2 separate regions of the Anas platyrhynchos genome follow, and region 1 is linked to region 2. A link is a contact called in public Hi-C data. All regions are on one chromosome and are shown on one strand. The core of a region is the stretch at or near the end of the contact, and the rest is flanking DNA. Distances in the headings are between cores, read along the strand shown. Region 1 overlaps INO80 (INO80 complex ATPase subunit). Region 2 holds the start of VPS18 (VPS18 core subunit of CORVET and HOPS complexes).

What was found. Hi-C and Micro-C count contacts between places; a contact is called where the count stands out from the background.
Region 1: a Hi-C map of liver shows a contact between it and region 2, with 3 times the contacts expected there. The contact joins the enhancer-like site here to the promoter of VPS18 in region 2. A contact is called at or near these places in 4 of 8 Hi-C or Micro-C datasets (liver, skeletal muscle and subcutaneous adipose tissue).

The regions. Positions count from the first base shown.
Region 1 is chr5:33,276,088-33,281,014 of IASCAAS_PekinDuck_T2T, reverse strand. INO80 (INO80 complex ATPase subunit) reads left to right here. Exons shown (of 36, transcript XM_038179341.2): 26 at 2,997-3,222. Among named protein-coding and RNA genes, the nearest start is that of CHAC1, 38 kb to the right of the region's middle. Within about 2 kb of position 1,949, at least 1 of the 8 cell types and tissues checked has an H3K27ac peak or open chromatin away from gene starts, as enhancers often do. A contact at or near this core is called in subcutaneous adipose tissue, where this site is marked.
Region 2 is chr5:33,077,259-33,081,646 of IASCAAS_PekinDuck_T2T, reverse strand. It overlaps VPS18 (VPS18 core subunit of CORVET and HOPS complexes), which reads right to left and starts at 2,983. Exons shown (of 5, transcript XM_027457926.3): 1 at 2,796-2,983. The coding sequence starts at 2,886.

The sequences.
Region 1 (4,927 bases), core at 700-3,199, 200 kb before region 2:
AAATGATAATTTATATAATAGGCTTATCTTGCATTGCTTCATGTTCAAATAAAACACAAACTTTTTCTCTCCTGCAGGAAATAATTAATGTTACAATTTTTTCCCGTATACTGTCACATACCCAGGACTCTCCTGGTCAACCCTCTGCTCTTGAGGGAGAGCCCTACCTTAACTGAAAAGTGGGTGTCAGTGGGACTAAGAACGAGGACATCTGCTTCCAGTTACTTTGAAGCAGTATCAGGCTAATAAAATCCCTATCATTTAAAGAGGAATTTTAATGCTATTTGTATATACAAAACCAGGTCAATAGCAGAAGACTTTTATTGCGAGACCATCCAGATGTTACATTCTTCAACCAGTACTGATGTTGTTGCTGCAGCTTGATCAGATGTGGCTGCATGTATGTGTATTATCTTGGTATCTGAAGAAGGGAGGATGGCATCTAGGACAGCTTATCACCTATATACTGCTCCTTGAGCTGAATTGATATCCTTCAGTTCTAGGGGCCAGGAACCCAATTAACTTTTTCCAAAGTCTCATACCGTCTCCTGGTCACAACATGCTACCTTCAAGGTTCAAGGACAAGCAGTTACTCTGAAAGCAAATTGTAGAAATCCCTTCTCCTTCAAATTTCGATCCTTTGATTTGTCACTTTTTGTGCTCAAAATTGAATTACTTTTGAAGAATGCGTTGAATACTGCCTATGCATTAGGCAAGGAAGAGGGGCTCAGAAGGCTGGGTTTGAAGGGGAAGGGAAAGGCGAGCAGAGATCTATCTGACATTTATTCAACTGAATAAAAGTTACTTGTTTTTGTCTTGGCTGGTGTAGAAAAATGATTAAGTGCAGGCATGGCTTTTTGTTTCTAGGAATACAAAGGCTTAATTTTACGCTTGTTAGAAACTTTTGGCAGGAGTGCACAAGACTTGAAACAGCAGAAAGAGCACATATGTTCTCAGAAACTATAGCCTTCTGTTGTTGTTTGACCTGTGATGAATTTTGGGAAGTTAATGGAGCGAATAATAGAAATAGGAGCGTATGTTTATGTAGCAACTATCGGGGTGGGGGGGACTAGTGGAGAGGGGGTATTTAGCACCGTAGTTTTCTTTCTATAGGGGCTGTTTTCCTGAGTACAAATAGGCCTCAATTCCCCAAAAATAAGTTTTAAAATTACTAAGCTACTGAATTAAAAGTGGTAATACATTCATATATCCCTATCACCCTAATTTGGGACATATTTCTGAGCCATGACTTGCATTCTGTGGATTTGCCAAGAATATGTTGATAAAGGATAGGTTAGTACTAAGGAGTGTATCCAACCTTTTATTACAAGTAAAACCACAAAAACGAAACTGAAACAAAAAAAAGAACCATGGCAAAAGGGCCATGGTAAGAGCAGGAGCATGAACAAGCTTAAATGGAAGACTTTTTTGACCTGTTTCAGAATATTTTGTGGTTTTTTTTTTTTTTTCATGTAAGGCAATGTAAAAGATGGAGAACTCCGAATTAGTGTATGTGTGCATTAAAAAAAAAGTGGAGCTGACAGTGAAGATGGTCTGATGTCCTCAGATGTTAGTCAGTGTCACACAGGTGTTATTCCCTCCTGTGTGGGAAGTTTTGTTCATGTTCATGCAGAAGTTGCACTGAGGCAGAGTTCATCTCAAGATTGACTCCTAATAGTTCTTCCTTTAGGTGAGGTATTATAGATTGCCTGTGCTTGGAAGAGTGTTTGTTCCAGTCTATTTAGTAAGGAAATACAAACAGAAATTGATGATGGTTAAGTGATGGCTAATAGTGTCCTTAAAGGAAACAATGCAGTTCTCTACCATAGTTTGCAGTGGTCATCAGTGTTGAGGCAACAAGATTTGAACTGAATTGTGAGAGGTTTTGCCCTCTCACACAAAAGACAGTCCTATACTTTGACTGCAGGTGGCAGTACAAGATAGCATCAGCTCCAGCATTATCTAGCGAGTGGTGGAAATGTGTATAAAGCCTTACTTAGCGCAGTGCCTTTCACTTTGCAGTGTTGCATGCGACTGCATGTAGACCTATAAGCCATCCTAGTATAAAAATAGCTCTTGGTATCTTGCAGAACAATGGCTTTAGAATTGTTGCTAAGATTCTGTATGCTTTTTGGGTTTTGTTTCAATATGTCCTATAATTGTGCTCATGAATCTTTTTAAACAAGAGAGTGACCCTTACAAAGGTAACTGTTAGCAAGATGAATTTATTCTTACGAGAAGAGCTCCTGTAAACCAGGAGTAGACCACAGGCTTTCATCAAGAAGATCTTGCTTAATGTCTCTTGCCTTGTGTTAGCTGGTGTATGTCCAGAGAGGAGTAGCTAGCATCTAAGACAGCAGGCAGCCTGTCCTGAGGTATGGGATGCTTCATCATGCAGTTCTAAAGTACAGTATGAAAAATTGTTGCTGTTTCACTGCTTAGCATTTAGTTAAGCCATTAGAAGCTTTTTATTGACATGCTATAATGTTATGTATATTATTCTCAATATGTAGCAGTCAGTTGCATCATACCAGAGTAAGCTTGAAGAAGAAATTCCTCCCCCTTCCAAAACATAAAAGCTGCAATAGTAAGGTGCTTCTTTCACTGCACTTAAAGTTTCAGTCTCTGCTAGGTAAATACTTGATTGTGAAGGGCAGAAATAAAAAAAAAAAAAGGAAAAGAAATATAGGCAAAATGCAGCAAGGATATTATTCTTTTACTCTCAGCTTTGCTATCAGTTGTGTAGGAATTAGCACAAAACACTGTATCAAAATGCAAATGGTTTGTCTTATCATTCTTGAGGCTTTTTTTGTGGGGTGGAAAGATGTTGCATCTTCCTTTATTGTAAACCAGTTTAAGGTTGTTTTCTATTTGTATACATCAGTAATGATTTGGCTTTTAAAATTTGAACCACTGGGAAGGTAACTGAACTGGGAATTTGGGGAAGGGGATGAGGACAACCTGAATAAGAATGTCAATTATGATTTTACTCATAGGTAACAGCTGTGCCACTAGAGTTCTATTGCAACGATCGAAGCGCAGAATATGAGCGCAGGGCACTAAGGGAAGGAGGAAGTCTTGAAGCAAAGCAGTGTGTAGTCAATGGAGCCCCTGAACTAGCAGCTGACTGGCTGAAGCAATGCTCCCAGTTCTTCCCAGAATATCCAGGAGGACTGTTGGGAATCAGGCCTCAGAACGGCTGGTCTTTTATCAGGATACCAGGTAAGTTTGGAGGTTGTCATGGCAGAGGGATGAGATAAGTAAGGCCATCTGCTCTTCGGAGGTCATGCTGCTTGCTTACTGTTTTGTGTTTTGCTTGCTCATCTTAAGTGAAAATTAACCCCTGTATCGTAAAATACACCATGATTTCACATCCTTTGTCAGCAGTAAACCTCTCTTTGCATGTCAGTCTTCAAAGCCTCTTGAAAGAGGTAAATTTGATAAATAAAGTGCAGTCTACTCTCACAACCAAATACTACCTTGAGGTTGGAGATGAGAAAATTGCAGGAAAAGTAATGATCATAGCTTGCCTCCTGGTGTATTGGAAGACTTTTGTATTGATCAAAGAACTTTTGTTGGTTTTCCTAGTGAAAGGATAAAGACTGTTTGTAGCAGTCTGCCAGGAGCAGGACAGGTATGGGCACCAAGTTTGGAGGAAATTTTCTTAGAAAACAAGATGGGGGACTATTGAGTTCCAGTTGAAATAAAGATGACTTATTCATACTTCCTAGTAAAGTGAGAAAATGATACCATTGTGTAAATGCATGACACTTTTTTCCTGGAAATAGGCTAAAGTAGCTAAAGATTTGCTGGAATTTGATTGCCAGTACTGCAGTGACTTTCATGGACTGGACACGATTTAGTTGTTGGAAGATGGTTCTGAACAGTGAACAGAATTCTGCAGAAAGCACTAGAGATTTGAGAGATAGCCAAGAGGAAAAACAGCTTACACTGCCAGATCCTAAGTTATTCCCAGACCCTTTTGGGTCAAGGATGTTTGGCAGGGGAAGTTAGTACAGTAAAAGAAAAATGGCCTTTTGCTTGCTACAGTCCGGTTTATGAAGGTACCTCATAAGTACACAGAGTTATTTGAAGAACTTGCACATTTGTATCTACCTAGTAGAGAAACCATTTTTTCAGTTTGCACTAGATTAATGTTTAATCATTGATTTGTAGTTTCCTTTCTTCAGGAATTCATGGAATTGTTTATCAGTTATTAGAAGATGAATCACTGCAGCAGAAAGGAGGGAAATAATGAAGGGATAAATTAAGACAGAAGATATTAATAGAGAATTGAAGAAAAGTAGCCAACATAGGATTAGAGGGCTGCTTTTCCATGAAGAGACTGATAACTTAGTCATCAACAAAAATTTATAGAGGAATAAAGATAGGGTACAAGAAACTTACAGGAATGAGTGAATATGTGCAAGTTTTGACAAATTGTTTTCAAAGCACAAGGAAGAATCAAAAGAACATCATTTGGATGAGTGTTTTATGTAAGCTGGCTTCATTTGGGAAGTGTTGGAGCTAAAAGTGGATGAAAAAAAGTAGTTTCATACAACTGTATTTTAATCAGGTGGAAAGTTGCATTAAAACCTAAACTTACACTAAGAGGAGAGGGCACATACCACAACAAGACAGCTGTGTTTATACGTGCAGGAGCAGGCATGATGCATTACAGAAAGTGACTGACATGCTGAAGAAGCCATTTGCAAGGCTGAAGTCTAGCAAGTGGAAAATGGAACTGTAGGTGTGAAGGTCCATGGTAAATAGGTGACAGGAACAAAGGGGAAACCTCTCTCTCCTAACCCTGATCTATCCTGTCCCAGACTCGGCGTTCCCAGTACCCTGGCAGCAGGCTCAGCTGCGATCACTGTGGGAATCTCTGGAGGCTTTTCCTGTTCTTTGAAAGAAAAATGGTCCTGGA
Region 2 (4,388 bases), core at 1,734-4,233:
TGAGCAAGTGAAGGATTTCTAAGGCAAGTAGATCCACGCAGCAGGTAGCCTGAACAGGAAGATTAAAAGCAAAACAGAGCTACTACAAGTTAAGGCCACTCACCGCCAAAGCAGCTATCCAGCAAGATGTACACAATGAAAAATTTGTATCTTGGAGGAAACAGACTACCTCCATTCTGAAGAGCATTGGCCTAATAATCTCTAGGCTGGGACAAACAGCATCCCTCCAATGCATATTCCATACCTATAACCTCCTCCACATTATCCTGAAAAACTTTAACTCCAGCCCCATTGTTGTTGAAAACAACAGCACAGTAGTAGAATGCAGCCTAACACTATGATTCCTTTTATTGCTCTTTCTGCCAATATCTTCTCCTTGCTTCTGCCTCAACACTAGGCCAGCTGTGGGATCTTTAAAGGATTGCTGGTTTAGAAGAGAGATGTGCACACGGGAACAGACAAAGCAACCACAATCTGAGTAGGCAGCCTCTTGCTCAGCATGAGTATTTTTCCTCCATGCTGATCCACAGCTGAAATGCTACCCACTCATGCAAATGTGCATTCCTTGCTTTACACTTAAGCAAAACAGATGTTCTTCTGCTCAGGTTAAGCAGCTGCAATGCGAAGGCCTGAACTTGCTGTTATGAATGGTGGTTCAAAACATGCAGACAAAGCTCCCAAGGTAGAGATTCACATGATGTCACAGGTAACCAATATATATTTCCTCCATATATGCTTATACACCCCAACAAGATCTTCAAGTCCCATTCATTCAGAGAGTCTTGATTTCTTTTCAGATTGCCACCAGGCAAAAGGCAGACTGGGACAGAAAGAGGTAGGATGTTTAAGGGATTGTTTGTTTTTTATACAGTTCAAATCAGCACACTGTAGACTTAAGACTGTATCCATTAGCTATAACAACTGCAGCAGCAGTATTAACATGAGGATTTTAACTAGTGTCTGTAACATGACACGGATGCAGTTCTCCAGCTTACAATTCCCTATACAAAGGAGATAAATATTTTACAACTCAATATTCCTTTCAAACAGCCTCCTTCCTCCATCCTGACCTCAATGTCCGCTTTCTGTTCAGGTGAGATCCTACTGCAATATTTCCCACCCTGATTTCTAAAAACTATGTTCTTCCTTAGATCTTTGAATCTGTTCAAGGATTTAAGTTCACCAGCATCAATCGAGTCTACCAGGTCAAAGTAGGGCTTTTCAGGCTGGAACTGGAATACTTGAAGGTTACACTGCAGCTGTACTTGAGCTCTGCAACAGAATCTACAACTCTGAGAAACAGTACCTGTTCTGTAACGTTGGGAATGACTCACTGAAACAGAGAAATACATTTTTAACATCTTCCAGTATTTTCAACATAACCTTAAGGACTGGTTTGAGGAATTTAACTATTAACTTACACTTCTTTCAAAATCAATTTGCTTAAACTTAATTTTGCCCACAACTTTAGGCATTGGAACGGGCTGCCCAGGGAAGTGGTTGAGTCACCATCCCTGGAGGTCTTTAAAAGGTGTTTAGATGTAGAGCTTAGGGATACGGTTTAGTGGAGGACTCTTAGTGTTAGGTCAGAGGTTGGACTTGATCTTGAGGTCTCTTCCAACCTAGAAATTCTGTGATTCTATCAGGCTAAGTTTTGTTCCAAAATGGCAAAGCATTCTGATGTATGAATGACTGAAATCATGACTGGACTGAGTCCTTGCAATTAAGCAGTTTCCAAAACCTCCTTTGCCAACATCATTTGTCACCAAACAGGCAGATTTCCCAACTGTAAGACAGCCATGACCGAAGACAGCGTTGCATAAGTCAAGAAGAAAAGTTGAGTCCTTGGAAATGTATTTTCAGCTGGCACCATGTCCCAACACTGTTTTGTTCAACGAAACCTATTCAGGACACTTACTCTTACATAACATCATGCAACAAAATAACTTAACATACATTAAAACAAACAGTAGGTACATATCTACTTAAGTATGTAGATTCAGAGTAATTTTGTGTGTTTTTTCTTTATAATACATACATGAGTATGTCAATGCATATATGAGTATGACAATTCATCAATGCCATGTATACAAGCATCCCAACCTGTTTTCCCCAAAGACAGCGGGCAGCACTGTATGAGGAAAAGACTTGAAATAACATGCCAATGCATTTCCAGAAGTGTAACCCCCATATGCCAGCTCTGCATAGCAGTTGGTACTACCTTGATGATAACAGGTAGCACAGAATCCTCCCTCAACCAACATTTCCTCCCCCAGCATTCAATATGAAGTGGCATCTGATGGCCATCTATTACTGAACCTACGGGGTTTACCTTGGATTTATCAAGAAGGGTGCTTGCCATTTGGTTGCTTTCTCACATATGAAAGAAATGAGCGACTGGTCACCATACCATTGCTTTACACTGACTGCACACCCCAAATCACCCCAAACAGCGAAACTTTTAGAAAGTTGCGCCAGTATAGGAAACCAACCCCATGCAGGTACAACTGCCTGCACAGCCACTGCGGCTGCAGCAGTTGGGTTCCTTGACAAAGACTAAAAATTAAAAAAGAGGAAGCTGTTGATGTGGCCTCTGACAGCTCCCCCAGCCCTGACCTAGCCGTGCTGCAGCGCGGTGAGGCTGTAGGCACGCCGCCTGCCACAGACACCCACCACACGGCGCCTCGGGGCACTCGGCCTTTCAGGGACACCCCTCGTCCTGAGGCACCCCGGCGCCTGACGTGCCGCACCGGGGCCCGTCCGTCCGTCCGTCCGGGCAGCGGAGAGGCGCTTACCGGAGTGCGGGATGCCCACGGCGGCGCGGCTCTGCTGCACGGCGGCGGAGCGGTGCAGGGAGTCCTCGTACTCGTCCAGGATGGACGCCATGGCGCCCAACGGCCGCACCAACGGCCGCCGCCAACGGCCGCTTCCGCCAGCCCTCACGTGAGCCGCCTCACGTGCCCGCCCGCCGCCGCTCCGCGCCTGCGCCGTGGCCGCCCCCCCCCCGCTCCGCCCCTCCCGGAGCAGGGGGGGGTGAGGGCGCCGCCTCCTCAAGATGGCGGCGGGGGGATTCTCGCTGTAGTGGTGGATGCGCACGCATCTGGTGTCCTCAAACCATAGCTGGCTGCTAATAAACACTTCCATGCAAACTGACACGTCTTTTTTTTGTGACTGTTTGATCCAGTCTTGGCTTTGTAGCTAAGCAGTGATTGCCACAAAGCAGGTGGTGATCCAGCGTAAGGCTGACCTTGAATTGGGATAGATTTACTCTGCCTGTTTGTCCCATCTTTCTAGGCAAAGCTTGCTTGTTAGACCCAACTTCTGTATCAACAATACTTCAAACCTGGATTTTTGTTGTGTTCGGATTATGCCAACAGTTGTATTTACAGCTTTGCCCTCTAAACTAGCAGACTTCGTATCTGGGGTTAATGAAGTTAATCTTACACAACACTTTCAGGCTTCATCTGATTTATATTATTTTACAATGAGAACGTGTGTGTATGTACTGTATGTATACAAAATATATTATGTGTAAACTTCACAACACCTGGCAGAAACAGAAATGTTATCCCTTAGAGTACAGGGCAGTTTAAAGCACAGACAGACACATTGCAAAATTAAAGTTGGTCATCCCCATCTTTGCACATCAGCTGGCAGTGAGTAGCACCACTAGTAGCAGTGGCACATGTACAAACTAACACAGTTACATCTCCTTTTCCTCTGCCCTTCTTCTGCAAACCTCACCCCCATAAACATTGCTCCAAAACACAGCTCTGTGCCTCAGGCCTTCTCCCCAGTGCAGAGCCAGACACGCAGGTCCCACGCTGGCTGGGCTGCTGGAGGCTTTTGTAGCATTCCTCTGCGGGGTCACCTGTGTCTGCTTGGCTGAAAACACAAGGTGGCTCTTCCTGACTCAGCCTGTCTGCAAGCACTGGCAGAAGCCTAAACCCAGGTCCAGCCCCAGCTGTTTACCATCTTTGTGTGACAGCTCTGAGACATAACAAAACCACATTCCTTTGCTCTCCAATCATCCTTATCATCATAAACTGCAAGTGTTCTCATTTGGCTTTTCAAAAGGTACACACAAATCGCATTAGGTTTAGGAAAATTAGGTAGGAAGGGTTTTATTGGACTATCAGATCCATTCTCCCACTCTGGCAGATACCACATCATATACTCCTTTCTCCGTTCCTATCAAGCTCTGTCTGAAAGCGTGGGTTTTTTTCCCCAACTGCTCCAGCCCGTACCTGTCCCAGATGCTGATTGCTCTCATGATTTTGAGCTCTGATTTCCACTCTAATGTAAGCCATGGCTAGTCTGAATCAATTTGTTCTTGTTCAAACACTGTCCTGTAGTGTAAATAGTCCTCCCAATCAGGCATTAACTTC